2 separate regions of the Anser cygnoides genome follow, and region 2 is linked to region 1. The links are chromatin contacts, called in public Hi-C maps. All regions are on one chromosome and are shown on one strand. Each heading gives the region's core, a stretch centred on a gene start, on an enhancer-like site or on the middle of the called end of the contact. The rest is flanking DNA. Distances are from core to core; before and after follow the strand shown. Region 1 holds the start of DHRS3 (dehydrogenase/reductase 3). Region 2 overlaps DHRS3 (dehydrogenase/reductase 3).

Region 1 (7,233 bases), core at 4,730-7,229:
CTAATTTTGACAGCCTTACGGGCTTAATTCTTCTGCCTCCCTAGTTCCTTGTGTGTCTTAGAGGTTTTGTCAGGACTGAGGAGTTAATCAGAGGGTATGGCAAATTCTGTGTGGCCTAAAGATGAGGTAAATGTACTAAACAGAACGTAAGATGAGTTAATCAGTTTAACACAAGGTAGCCACTCCATTCCTATTAACATGTGGTATTTCTCATTGTTCTGTCTTTCATATGAAGAAGCAGGCTAGTAGATTGACCCAAACTGGCTCCTAATTAAAGATAAGTGAGAAAAAGAAGGGCAGTTATTATAAATTATAAAATCTAACATAAGAAAATAATTAAGCAATTGACAGAAATTACTTGATTTTGCATCCTTTTGTCTGAATTCCAGGTTAACACCTACATGCGCTTTGAAAACACTGTTCTACTTACAAAGACAATTGTTTTCATACATACTGAATTTGGAAAGGTTATGTCATTTTGAACTTAGAATCATTCAGTAAGGTATTTATTCACTATACTGATTTGTTGTGAGACCCAGGGAAAGCAGTAAGACATCCCAACATAGCTTTTCACACAAGGCTGGACACAGACTGTTTTCTGTCAAGTCTGGAAGCTAAACATAAACCTGGTCCCTTTGAGCTTAGTCCATGGCAAAACTCCACTTACAAGGCAACAGTATCAGACTGTTAATACTTAATAGCATATAGAAGGACAGTGTGAAATCATAGAACCACTGGGACACATTCCAAATGGAAAATGTGAACTCAAGGGAAGAATGAAATCAAGAAGCACAAAAATACAGCTCTTGATTTATCCAAATCTGACAGCAGTACTTCATGTAACAAAAAACAGATCTGCTTGGCAAAGGGTTTTCAGTTTTTTAAAGGAGGCTTAGTTTTAATCTGTGACCATGATAGATTGTCAATGTTCAAGAACCCTGCACTGATGTAAAAAACTGGTACTACTAGACACCCTAGTAACACAGATTTTCCATTGTGCAACAATGATGCACTGCGTTCTGAGGTTTTCACATCTGCTTACCAATCTATGTATATATATATATGTATATGTATTTAAGTGAAAACACAGAAACAGTAGCCCAAATGGCTTTCAAACATGTCTTGAACATGCTTTTAATTTCCAGCTCCTTTTCCTTTCAAAAGTTCTTGCAGTTTAGCAATTTCATGTGCATAAACTTACCTCCAAGTTCACTAGGAACTGGGCTGCAAAGGCTCTGTAAACAAGTGTAGAGTCCTACCCATACAGATGCAAAGTCAAGATATAAGCATTCAAACACTCTACCTGAGCCTCTTTATAGAACCAGAAAATTTTGTTCTGCAAAAAAATAGACCTTTGTTATGCAAGTGATGTGCATACAGAGTGCATCAACTTGTTTTGGAGCTAAAAGTTGCTTTTTCACTGCTGTTTATTCCTTCACAACTGGGCAAGTGAGAAAAAGTATGCTTCTATGACTCACTGAGAGTGTTAGTAAATATACACTGGTGCTATTGCAGTTAGGCACTATTGTGGTTAAATACTCAGAAAACATAAATGCGTATTTTGAGCTTTGGTCCTAAAAATTAGTCATTCAGGTATGATCTAGATTTATTCACAATAGATTAGTAAACGTGTATTAAAGCCTAACACTTTAACACTTCTCTTAAGAAGTACAAACCCAGAAATTTACACAGACGAGCAGAAGTCAAAACTGAATGAGTTACCACTGTGAGGTGTTACATGACTGACTTCTCGCTCTTGTTGCAAACTGGAGTTAAACATAGATTAAAATGGCATGGGAATAGCTTAACTGAAGAGGAGGGGGGAGAATTGTTGTAATTTATATATGTTGTAATTTATATATATTGTGGGTAAATATACAGGGAGCAAATAGTTCAGGTACTGTGCAGCTATCCAAAATGGAAATTTTATTCTGCATCTAAGTGATAGCACTAACTGATGCAATTTTACGAAGTTAACAGGCCTGCTTATTGAATGCTCCAGCACACTGGTTAAGGACTTCTGAGTAAGAACATGGAAGGAATTCATTTTGGGATGACTTTAAAATTACAATTAGGAACCACTGCTGCAATGTGACAGATCTTCATTTCCATCAACAAAGGTACGTACCAAGTGTCTGTTTGCACCTGTAGACATTTACTGAAAGCAATTTGAATAATCAAACCTAACTGAAGGTATAGTTTGTAAGGTTTCACCAACAAAGATGAACTTTTTGAACAAAAACATATGTTAGATTTGTAAAGGTGACAGTTTGGAAAAAAGATCTCTTGCCAAACAGGAGTGTAATGGTTACTGTACAACAATCAGGTGAAATCCCAGAATACTAATCTTTTGCCACATTTCAGAATGGAACTGCAGTTGAAGTGGACAAACCTCAGCTGTTCTCAGCACATGTACAATTTCAAGCTTTCTGATTTTTCAGTTAAGTGAATTTTAAAATGACTTGCATATATTTTTCACCATATAAATTACAGGCAAGATGCAGTAACTTCAGTTTTACTATAAGTCTGCTTTTCTTTCTTGCTCTTGTGCACTTGTGTAATGTAGAAACTTCTGGTCAAGGTAAATCTAAGGTAAAGTAGTAAACCAGTAAAATAGTTCATATGTTCACTGAAATTTGAAGGTCAGGTTGGAAAAATACTTCACGTTAAATATGTAGATTTGTCTTTTTATTCCAACTCCAAATGTTGGAGCAACTTTTCACATCACTCAATAAACCAAAATCCTAATGAATGAAAAAAATCCTAATGAATGAAAATAATCCCAATGAATGAAAATAATAATAATAATAGTAACACCTCTGATACATTTTAGAATATTATTCAAGCAGGAAACAGATACAAGAAATAAATATTCACATGACTAGTCCCATTGGCATCAAAGAACCTGCAAATGTTTGAAATGAATAATTAACTTTGTTGTTTAATCTGAACATAGTCCTATGGTATAATATTGCTGACTTTTCTATTTTAAATGTATTTGTAGAGATTTATGCAGAAAAAATAAAGTTAATGGTCTCAGGAATCAAAAAATCCAACTTACTTTCTCAAACTTCATATCCCTTCATTTTTAAGGCTGCTTCTTATTTCCATCCCAGAAAGTTGTTATATTTGTTACCAGTCCAGACACTGAGTCATTCCTGTTTAAACCAGACACTAGGCTCTCTGTGTAATTTCTCTCTCCCCTTCAGAGTTTTTGGACTGAGAGGAAAATTGTAATGCCAGGTGCCTCCCCCAGCTCCCTTTCTAAAGGTATTACTGTAAAAACACACAGAGGTGCTAAATGCTGCCCAAGCGGCAATGGAAATTCTCACAGCTCTGGTTATTTCAGATGCAGCTAAGTTAGGGAACACCACCTGATCCTGAAAATCTGTACAGACTTGCAGTTTCCAGTTAGAATGGTTCAATTTCTTCTCTCCAGAAACCTCTCTCCTGACACTATGATGACGCTCTGAGAGTCCTATGGCTTACTTCATATAAGGTAAACTGGCATTTAAAGGTAAGAACTGTGCAAGTTTCTCTTTTTTTTTTTTTTCACTTCTGAAAACTTATGTGGAAGTTTCAACAGAGCTGAAATTCAAGAGATTATGATATTGCTCATATTATGTGTTAAAAGAACCAGGTATGAGATGAGTTTTGAATGTAGGTAGAACAAAAAACTCAGTTGTTCTTATTTTTGTTACCAAACAACCCTTGAACACTCTGTTACATGGCCACTTTGAACTATGACCATTTCAAAAATGTTTGATTCTGAAGCAGAAAAAGAATTTATTTTCAAAGGGATTTAGCTTCCTAACTCTCATCTCTTGGTCGTATAATATAACTTTGCTGCCTATATAGAGATGTTTAGACTCGCACACTTCCGTTGCAATGGTCCTTTAGCAAATTACAGATGAATTCAAAGTTTGAGAATCTTTCAATTGTCATTCTTCAGTAATTCTAGTTTTTACCACTAGATGGCTTCCCAGGATAGTGGATATATATTCAGACCTCCTGAAGTAACTTGGGATTGGATTCATTTGGGCACCTTCTTAGTAACATATTCAGTCATAAAAGCAAAGCTCTTCCTAGCACGACTGAGAAGACAACAATGTGAGGTTTGACATATTTGAGCATCTTCTGACATCCTGACAACTTGACATTTCAGACTATTTCTGATTGCTGCCACAACCAGTAACTGTGGAGTGAGCAGCTCTCAGTTCAAATGCGCACTTAGATCCTCCCGAGAAAAGTTTAAGCAGGACAGCTAAATATATAACTTACCTACCTACCTAATGCCTAACAGTGCAAACAAACGAGTCGGGGGACCTGGTTGCAACACGCTTTGCCCTTTCTCCTGTTACAACATAGTTTCGAAGTGCTATGGAGACCTTGTGTTGCAATTATGCCCTCATATCTGGACAAAAGTCCTGGAAAAGGAGAGCAGAAAAACACCCTTTGATGTGAGAAAGCACGTCTCCCTGCTTCGGTCGGAGCCTGCTTTTTTCATTGCCCCGCTACTGAAGGTACCAATCACCAGTTTTCAGCAACGTAAGCATCTTCCAGTTTGGAAAATCCATGAGTTGTCATGCTGTCCGTAGACACGCTGGTTCAGTGGTAATAGATGTTGATGATTATCAGCCTAGGCTGGAGTGAGCCCAGCACTCTAGGGCTGCAATAACTTTTCCCATCAACACCAACTTAACCTGGGCAAGCAGTTCTCTCCCGGAGCTCGCAAGGCACAGATGGCTCCTTTGAACTCAGCCTTAACCCTGACCGCTCCTGGCACTTTTTTTTTTCCCCCCCTCCTGGGCTCACGTCAAACCCCAGCACCCTCCTCTGCCGCGTTCCTGTCAGGGAGGAACAGAGGAGGTTCCTGTCAGAGGCGGGCGCGCGCTGCGGCCGCGGCCGGCCCCGACCCCAGCCCCGGCCTCAACCAGCCCCGTCCCGCAGCCACCCCGACCCCAACCCCGACCCACAGCCGTCCCGACCGGCAGCCGGCCCCGACCCCAGCCCCAGCCCGCAGCCGGCCCGGCCCCAGCCCCTGCCCGCCGGCTGCGGCGCGGCCGTCCCGGCTGCGGGCGCCGTGCGGCGGCTCCGAGACCGCGCTGGGGGAGGGGAGAGCAAAGCCAGCCACTCACAGGAACAGTAGTGAAATCTCCCCGACACTTTAACTGTCAATCAGGCTTAATGGGGTATAAAACCTCCCCGGCGCGGCGGCTGTGATAGGCAGAGAGAGCAATAGGGAGAAATGAGTAAGAGCCAGAGCTGAAATAGTGCACGGCATAATTCCTGCTCTGTGGTCACGGAGCCTCCGAGTGCGAAACCCGGGAGAGGGGGCAGAGAGAGGCGGTTATCAGCTCACCCTCTGCAGCCGGCTCAGGACAGGACGTCTGGAGATATTTATAGATATTAAAACAAAAACAACAACCTTACCCTGAATAGACCCTTTCTTAAAAAGAAAGTCCTGGCAATTCTGTCTTATTTAAGCAATTTCCTGAGTCTAAGAATAGAAATGAGCTGCCTGGAAGGCACTGCAGGCTGAAATTTGGAGACATAGGCTGCTTTATTTTATTTTTCCAAGTATAAAACCTTCCACTTGGATACTGGATTTTTGTGACAGTCTTTGAAACGGAGGGATGTATGGTTACTTTTAATTTTACTTTTTTTTTTCTCTCTCTTTAATTAAAAAAAAAAAAGAAAAAAGCTGTCTCCCAGTTATACAGCGAGGAAACCGTTCTACCTGCATGTGACAATCCCAAAGGACATCGATCAAGAAGCAGGGGAGTGACTTGGTCTTCTGCGCTGTTCTGCTCCTACCCCGATTTTTTAGGGGAAGAGAAGGATTTTTCCAGTCCAAGAATCCGTTGCCCCCCACGTTTCGGAAGGGGGCTGAAGACTTGTCGCCCATCCGGGGGTGCATGAAGGGTAGTGGTTTTCTTTCTCTCTTAACTTGGTTCTGTGAAGGGTTGGAAGAGAATTTTGCCTTCCTGGCTTGCCTGGAAGAAGAGGATGATTTGGAAATGGCTGGGCGCTTTGCTGCTGTTCCCCGTGCAGATGGTTTATTTGGTGGTGAAAGCTGCCGTGTGCGCGGTGCTGCCGCCCAAGCTCCGGGACCTGTCCGGGGAGAGCGTGCTCATCACCGGCGGGGGCCGGGGCATCGGCCGCCACCTGGCCAGGGAGTTCGCGAGGCGAGGAGCCAGGAAGGTGAGCATCCACCCGGAGGGGATGGGGGAAGGAAGCGGCCACCTGCTGCTCTGCTGGGGAGCCTCCGGCCCGGGGGCTGCAGCCCGTGCCCCCACCTCGGGGTGGGCCTGCCGGGATCGCGTTCAAACGGACAGAGAGGGGAGAAGGGGGGCGCTGGGTGTAGCGCTGCCGAGCCGGTGCCGAGCCTCGCGTTTCGGAAGTTGCCCACTCCTCCTCCTCTGCATCCTGGCTCGCCGCACCTCGGCTAAGAAAACGTGAAGGTGAGAAGGGGGCCCCCGCGCGGGGTACCCCCCCCTGCAGCCTGCCGTCCCCCGGGCGCGTCGGCCGGAGGGGGGCACGGGGAGGGCCCTGCTGCCCGCCCCGGGGGGGTGCCCGCTTTGGGGAACGGGGGGAGGAGAGTTCAGCTTCACCCTAATGCTTTGCCACGTGCAAAGTGGTTTCTGAAGTCCCTTGTGTTTTGCTTTCTGCCAGCCCCGAGCTGTTCAAAGGTAAGGTGAATGCTGGCCCAGCAAGGAAGAAAAGCACAGCGTGAGCGTGAGCTGGGAGTTTGTTCGCCCGTTTCCTTTGGGAAAGGAGAGGGGCTGGGAGAACGGTCTGTCTGCGCTGCAGCCTAGAAATGTCAGTGTAGCTGGTGTGCCCATTCTCTAGCTCAGGAACTGCCATTCACCTTGAAATGCTGTGCTTTCATAACTACAGGTGTCCCCCTATGCGTGAATCATTCGGGAATAATTAAAATAAAATAAAATAAAAAATGCCCTGAGGCAAGATTTGAGTTTTCAAGTTTCCTCTTTACCCCCATTTAGGGGTAATGGAATGGAGGAATCATGTGAAATTAGACAGCTGCATAAATACTACAGCACGTGAGAGAGGATGAATAGAAGCAAATACAGAATAAAGCAGAAGAAAAATGCAGAATGGGGGAATATTTAAAGAAGAATATGCATTTAGTTGAGGATAGGGTTTTGTCATTTCCTTATACATGCACTAAAGTTTTCTATATGTGGTTTCTATATGGAGCTGTTCTGGTGT
Region 2 (7,468 bases), core at 536-3,035, 63 kb after region 1:
TTGTTAAATGTGTTCCCAAAATGCTAGTTTCAGGCAGAAACATGCAAATAAATGGTGCCTAGGGTTAAAACCTCCCAGTTACAGTCAAATCCCTCCTCTTTTGAGGGATCTACCAGCTCAGATACTGAAGACCTTTATCTGACCCAATATGCTTTTCAGAGAGCTGCAGCATGCTGAAGAAGTAACTGTTTATCATATCGGCTGTTCCTGCCAACTTCTTTGAGATGGAGCTATTTTCTCCCCTCCCCCCTTTCTTTTGTGTACAACATCAAACCAAAACCGAATACTATTCATTGGGATTATGATTGCGTAGAACCTCTTCAGGCTCCAAGTTCAAAAGGAAGTGAGAAGAAATTAAGACATCAGGAATCACTTCCTTATAAATGGGGAGCAGCAGATATACTCACCGAAATGACACATTATTAAAACATCCATGTTAGAAATCCACGAGCTGCATATGTAATTTACATGTGCTTGTATACTGGACAACTGCATGGCACTTAACCACAGTTGTGCATCAACCAGTGTTCAACCTTTGGTACTTCTCCACCTCTGACTACGTAACAGTGTGACAAACTTAATACTTTTTCAAGCACTTTGATATCATCAACCTTTACACATAGAAAAAAAGGTAACATTGCATTCTCAGTTTGCAATTTATCATGGGCTCTTCCTGTATTGATTGCAGAACAGTATTACTAGAGTTCTCACCTTGAAGTTTCCTGTCTCACCAAGGTGTTGATGAATGCTCCCATACAAAAGATGCAGTTCTTAGCAGGGCGTTCTTGCAAACACCTAATCTGAACAAGAGCCGAACTTGCCTTACTGAAGAAATGATACCGTATTGTTTGTACTGCTGTTTTTTTGGGAAAGCAAATCCTCTTTCAGGGAGAAAGCAAACCACTGGCTCCTGCTCAACATTAACCTGCTAGTTGTGCATGAAGAACTATGTGAAACTAACTATGTTGGCCCTATGCTTTTTCTCTTCACACCCTCCTTCATATACTTTTCAGTCAGTACAACTGGTGTTGCAACAGGAACGGCAAAGTCTGCTAGAACAAACTTCACTAAGTGATAAAGCTCCTCAGAAAGTTTGTTTTGATCTTTAAAGTTAAGAGTTGCAAGAATAACTTAAATCAACTGGCTGGTGCTCACAAAACTGATAAAGAGCGTTCCACATGTTAACAGCAACATTAGGTGAAAAAATTATCTATAAAAATACCAACCCCATGCTAAATGAGGTGACATCAAGGCAATAAATAGCTCCATCTGTATGAAAGAGTTTGCATAACAACCCAGAAGACATCTCTGAACACAAAAGTAACTAACTCCATGGATAAAGTACTGAAAAAAAGTGGGTTGGATTTTTTTTTTTTTAAAGGATCAGTTTTACATATTTTTCTCAGATCACTTTATAAATCTGCTGCACATTAGAAATCGGACACATATGTATTTTTTCCAAGTAAAGAAAGTTGAAAGTTTACATTTTTAATAGCAATGTGACTATTTCTGAATGGCAGCAGTATATATTACATGCAGTGTGAGAGGGTTAAACAGGACAGCCTCAACTCTTTATAAACTTTTGCCCTCTGGATATGTACTCATTGGCTGCTGTACAAGACTTGAGCTGTATTACACGCCTTAACGATATGGTTCAACTGTCGGTCAGGCTCGGGGCCTGGCAATAGGCCAGACCGCAATCAATGGGACACAAACCTCCCCCTTTCAGATCATCACGAAGGCTCATATTATCTCCTTTTTGTCGTGCTGGTTAAATTTATGGAGCAGAACCCCGAAGCTGCATTCCTTGGCTTGGGCCGGCCCACGCGGGCCTCCCTTTGTTTGGTACTGTAAGCGAGGCGTGCTTTGGAGGATTGCAGGGTTGTTAGTTCAGGCACTGACTGTTTGCTCATGACTGAAATGAAAAGAGTTCAGTGGAAGGGCAAAAGGACAGCACAAGTGTAAAACCCTATCCCAGCAGGCCCTGGGCTCCCATATACAGACTCTGGACTAGTACTGAACATAAAACCTCACTATTAATGACAAAGGAAAGAAAGTCTGTCTAGTAGCAGGTAAACAGGCTAACAGTATGTTAGCACATACCTTGTCGCAAGGTCACTTGCTTTCAAGTAAGCCTGTAATTACCACATAACTATGAACCTAAACTAATCTGGCTTAAAATACTGCCTAGAAACAGTATTAATTTTACAGCAATGCTGCATCTTCAATTTGAAAATAAAACCTGTCAGTGCAAACAGCACTACCTGTCCATTGGCATTTTCTAATATTTCTGTCATTCTAAACTTACCTCTGAGAACCTGCTGCCATGATATTTGTGCTTGGTAGGAATTAGTGGGAAGTAATTCTTATAACACACAACTACTGGAAGTACAGATGTAGAGAAGACTTTCACAGGCATTTGCTACGTCTTCATGTTTGGTCTTGGAATGGGAACAGTCTACTTTTGAATATACTCTCCCCTCAAAGCTTTATTACTGTGGTAATTAAAGGACACTTGATACAGGACATGAAATGAAGGCTGTAAAGAAACCTTTAAAGTGATGCAAGGCAAAATCATTTGGAGTGAAAGTGACTGGAAAGACAACCTGAAAGATAGTATTCCAAATACATCCAACAGAAACACATACATGGAAAACCACAGTGACTCTTAGTGATTATGGGTATAATAAAAGGTATCCATGTACTGAAAATATCTATGCTTACCTTCAGCAGTACAAGACCAGTAAAACTTATTCCCAGAAAGCTGCCCTAGACCTGCTGTACCAGACTTCACCCTTCTGGCACAACCAGCAGGTATTTCACGACACGAGGTCATAAAGCCACTGCGTTGGCGAGCAGTTCGTGCCATTTGTGCTTTAGTAAATAAACAAATGCTATATTCCTATTACATTAACACCAGTTTCATCTTTTCTACTATTTTTATGAACTGAAAATACTCATAACATGTCCAAAAGACATTATAAAAACCCACAGAACGTGCATTAAATGTTTTCAATTCTGGGGATCGAGTCCGACTGGTTTAATGCAGTCTGATGATTTGTCCTGATGCATTCCAAGAGACGCGTCTGTTTTGAATAAAGTTTTTGTCCATTTCTGGTGCATATATGGCTTTTAACATCCCACCTAATTCTAAGCAAGTAGATCTGTGAATGGAAATTGTGAGTACTTTATTGCCTGGTCTTTGTAGACTTTTTAGCTTGTTCTGCTGATACTAACACATTAACTTTTTTTTCAAAGCCTCTCCAATTCCATTTGAGGAGATACTTTTGCACAGATTTGCATCCTTGCAGACTAGTTAAGTCTGCAGCTCTGCATAATAGTTTAAAATCAACAACTATTGCCTAGAATACACTGAAACAGAGGTACCATTTAGCAGAGGGCTTTCTGAATAAGGAAGGATCTAAAAAAAACAAAAACGGGAATGCCAGAAAATAGGAAACATACAACACAGTTAAATGTTCCTTTTACTTTTTGGTGGTGTTGTTTGAAAGCATTTGCTGAAATGAAACATAAGGTAATTGGGCAAAATATGGAGGCTGTAGAAATACAAATATTTCTAAGGAACTAATTTTTTCTCCCTGTCTACATGGATTCTTTTCAGTGTGTATCTTTGCATTCAATTAGTTTAAAATCCTATGGAAATTAAGTTAATAGCTAAATACTAGTGGACACACAGTATAGGAATTTCATTTTGTAGACTGAATCCAGTCCTCTTAACTGCCACTTAAAGTGTAAGTGGTAGAATAAATCTGTGGCAAATCCAGCAAGGGATTTATCAGCTCTTTTCAGAAGAAGCTTTGTAAAATTGCTTATATTTCTGATGGGCTACACCAGGCCTACACGACCGTACCTGACATATAACCTAAACCAGTAAAGATATTTACCTGTTGTAAAAGTCTGCCTGTCCCAAAGAGAAGGGTAAAAGGACATCGCGTACCCATGATGTTGATTTTTAGCTGTCTCTTTTCCTACCAGACTGGTCTAATACAATATAATGCTTTTTCCTCGCAAACGCGTATGTTTTCAAAACCAGTTATTGTACTCTGTGAAATGAAGCCTAACCTTGTTCCTGTTCTGATCCCAGCCACAGGAACGCTCTTTTGTTTAAGGCAAAAGCTATGTGCTCCACTCAGTGCTGGACTGTTTGACCAGTGATGGACACATACTTACCCCTAGCTGTAAGTTATCAAGGTGCTAGCCAGTCTTTCGGCTCTGTGGGGACTATCACAATAAGAACTTTGTATTCATTTATCTTTTTGAAACTATTTGTTGATAACCATGAACAGACATCTGAAAAGCAAAACACAATTTCACATTTCATGCTCTGTTATCTACCCAGCACTATTCACTTTAATGTTTTCTACTTTCATTCACATGTTCTCCCCTCGCAACATTCCTTTCCTGTGCTTCTGTCCCTTTCTGTCCCTTAGCCAACAGCATGTATGCAGTCAGGGTATCTTTCTGTCCTTAAATGTCAAGTTAAACACTGACGTTTTAGTGGAAAAATATTTCTTACTTAAAAAAAGAGACACTGGTCTTAAGAATTACAGTTCAGGCACCCATAAAGTCTCCCTTTTTAATGTTAACAGAAGCGTTACCGGTGGAGAAGCCAGTGACCACACAGTTTTCTTTAAAACAATCTTTCACTCGGTTTTAAGAGTAGGAATACATTCTGTCATGGCAGAGCAGAAGGCTTTAAACAGAAGGAAGTTACACAATGCTTAAGTAAAGGTTAGCACTACCTACTGGAATGTAAAGCATCTAGAACTCTGCAAATACATATGGTACACAAAAATCAGAAGTGAAATGCAAATGGGAGGTCTAATGAACAACCTCAGCAACTCTAATCCTCCAGTTTGAAGAAGTGTCATTTTAAAAATAGGTAAGATGTTTGCTGTCAAGTTTACCTACCTCAGGTCAGGCCCTGCTGCTCATTCTAGCTTGCAGGCTCCAGAGGCTAATCATGTGTAATAGATGCTGAATGTGAGACCTGTACAATTAAACATCGCCTAACACAAGCCTGTAATTGCTTTCCCCAACGCCCCCAAAACCTCCTATTACTAAAAACATTCATACACAGCAGATGTGAAAGTGACCACATCTATCCAATATTAATGAAGCGTTAGGTAGATGCCATGCATCCAAACGCTGGTTTTATTCTCCCACTCCTTCAGAATAGTTAAATTGGGTCAAGTTCAAAAAAGGGGACAGAGACAACTGCCTGTAAAGACAACTGATTTCACAACTATTCCAAATGCATTTTACATGATACCTAGTAACACATATATCTAGCAATAACCTCCTCGAAATACTATTTAAATGTAAAGGTATTTGCAGCAGTGCATAACGAGGCATTATAGTTTGGTTTTACAGCTGGTACCAATTTATGTCCATTCATCCCACTAAAAAGGAAAGCGAGAAGGATATGTTCATGCAGAGTTTGGATTCTTTGCATCATCTGAGCTTCTTTTGGGTGCTAAGCAGCTAACAGTGCTTTCAGAAAATGAACCGTGTATTGTTCTGGAAATTAACTGACATTTTTATACATGCGGTTCTAGAATTATAAACCCTACAATATAATAAGATTAAGCAACCTGAATGTTTTAAAGGTTTCCCCTTCTTTTAACTATACCCTGTGGATTAAAAAAAACCTGCATGCATCAGAACTGTTTTCTTCAGCCCTGCATAGCAAATTCTGCTTTACTGTGCAGAACACAGGCTGTGCTCCCAAGTAATTATTCCTTAGCAATTTGTCCTAGAGGAGAAAGGCAGCCCAGTCTGTCAATCCTGAAGGAGGGAGCAAAGAAACAGAGGGGGAAAAAAAGCCCCCCTGGCCACCCACCAGTCCAGTAACAGCCAGTGCATTTCTTTCTCACATACAGAAATTCCTGGGTTTCTCTCTACTATCCTTCCTTCCTGGACTCAGACAGAACGAAAAGGCAAAAGAAGGTACTTATCACTCTGCAAATTACACTTTTCTTTCTTGAAAAACAAGCTTTATTACCCAAAGATTGATTTCTTAGTCACTGTATGAGTATGTAGAGATACAGAAACACAGTGAAATAGGGGCTGCCAGTGCACTCCATCCCCACTTCTCAAGGCTTTAGATATTCCAGAAACAGGAGTAACTGAGATGCCCCAATCGCTTGAAATCCTTCAACAGAGCTTTACAGGGAAATAGGTGGAGTGAATATCCAAGGCAGTCTTGACAGGATTCCACTTACAGGCAAACACAATCGTTATTTCAGACTTTTCTGACAGAAATCCCCATTAGTCACATTAGTTGCTCACATCACATCAGTAAGAACTCTTTGAATAGGCAGAAAGGAATAGAGGGCTGTTTTGTACTCATTCTTAAGGGTAGTCTGATTTGAAGGTGAAGTAATTTTAGGTGATTAGATGCTGGGTTAGTGTCTTTTTCTAGTTAAGAAACTAATAGAGCTGAGAAATGCATTTTCAAGAAAAAAAAATCAAATTCTCAAGTTCTGAGATAAAAGTATCCATACTGAACAAGTGCGGAGCTCCAGTCTGAGGAACTACTTCCACCACAAGAAAATCTACATTCACCCACACAACAAGAGTGGACATTTGAAGAACTGAACAGGATCTCGCAACAGAATAACAGAAAGTTACCAATGATAAATTTAATACCTAACAGAGTAATACTGAGCAGGTGAGACTGGTAACAGAAAATAACCAAGTAAACAGAAGTGTCTACTGATGCGAAATGTGGGGGCACAAAACCAGACTTGCTTAACTTCAAGGATCTAGTAAAAGCAACATATAAAATTATATTTGCAGAGGACAAACTAAAAGGTGTTTAAAACTCCAGTGAGGACAGTGAAGTACTAAAGAAGCTGAAGAGGTCAGAAATATGGCAGGAAATGAAATGGATTCAACCTACAAAACTGCAACCCAGTTCATCTAGGGAAAAATAATCCAGAATGCAAATATTAAATGACAAGGAGATATTTGCAAAGCAGTTAAACAAAACAAAAAACTCTTGGGGGAAAATAGCAAGCAGAAAACGGGACATCAATTTGCAACGTGATATTGCAGTAAAACCAGCCAACACCGTTTTGGATGACTTGCAGAGTACAGCCTGTCACTGAGCGGGGATATGACAGTCCCTTTTCACACAATACTGATGGGAACTTACAGACTGGGGGAATTTCAAAGTAGCTCAACAACAGTGATGGAAGAATCTGGACAGACTAACAAAAATTTAAAACTATAAAAAAAAAGTTCAACAGCAACTAAAGATGGACAGTAGAGCTAACATTGAGGAAAAGGCAAGTGGCTACATGATTTCACATGGTGCCACAGGAGAAAAAGGGACAAACTTGCTCAGATAAATATATAAATAAACAAACTCCCCCCCCCCCCCAACAACAAACCAAGAACAGATCATTTGAGAAAACAGTTCATAATAAAGGCCTATTATCCC

Evidence for each region. A called contact is a pair of places that touch in the nucleus more often than the background predicts.
Region 2: a contact with region 1 is called in a Hi-C map of liver, with 11 times the contacts expected there. The contact joins the enhancer-like site here to the promoter of DHRS3 in region 1. A contact is called at or near these places in 2 of 7 Hi-C or Micro-C datasets (both in liver).

What each region holds. Positions count from the first base shown.
Region 1 is chr23:2,785,800-2,793,032 of Taihu_goose_T2T_genome, forward strand. It overlaps DHRS3 (dehydrogenase/reductase 3), which reads left to right and starts at 5,980. Exons shown (of 11, transcript XR_010826411.1): 1 at 5,980-6,204.
Region 2 is chr23:2,853,441-2,860,908 of Taihu_goose_T2T_genome, forward strand. All of the region lies in intron 10 of DHRS3 (dehydrogenase/reductase 3), which reads left to right. All of the region lies in intron 66 of VPS13D (vacuolar protein sorting 13 homolog D), which reads right to left. Among named protein-coding and RNA genes, the nearest start is that of DHRS3, 65 kb to the left of the region's middle. Within about 2 kb of position 1,786, at least 3 of the 3 cell types and tissues checked have open chromatin away from gene starts, as enhancers often do. A contact at or near this core is called in liver, where this site is marked.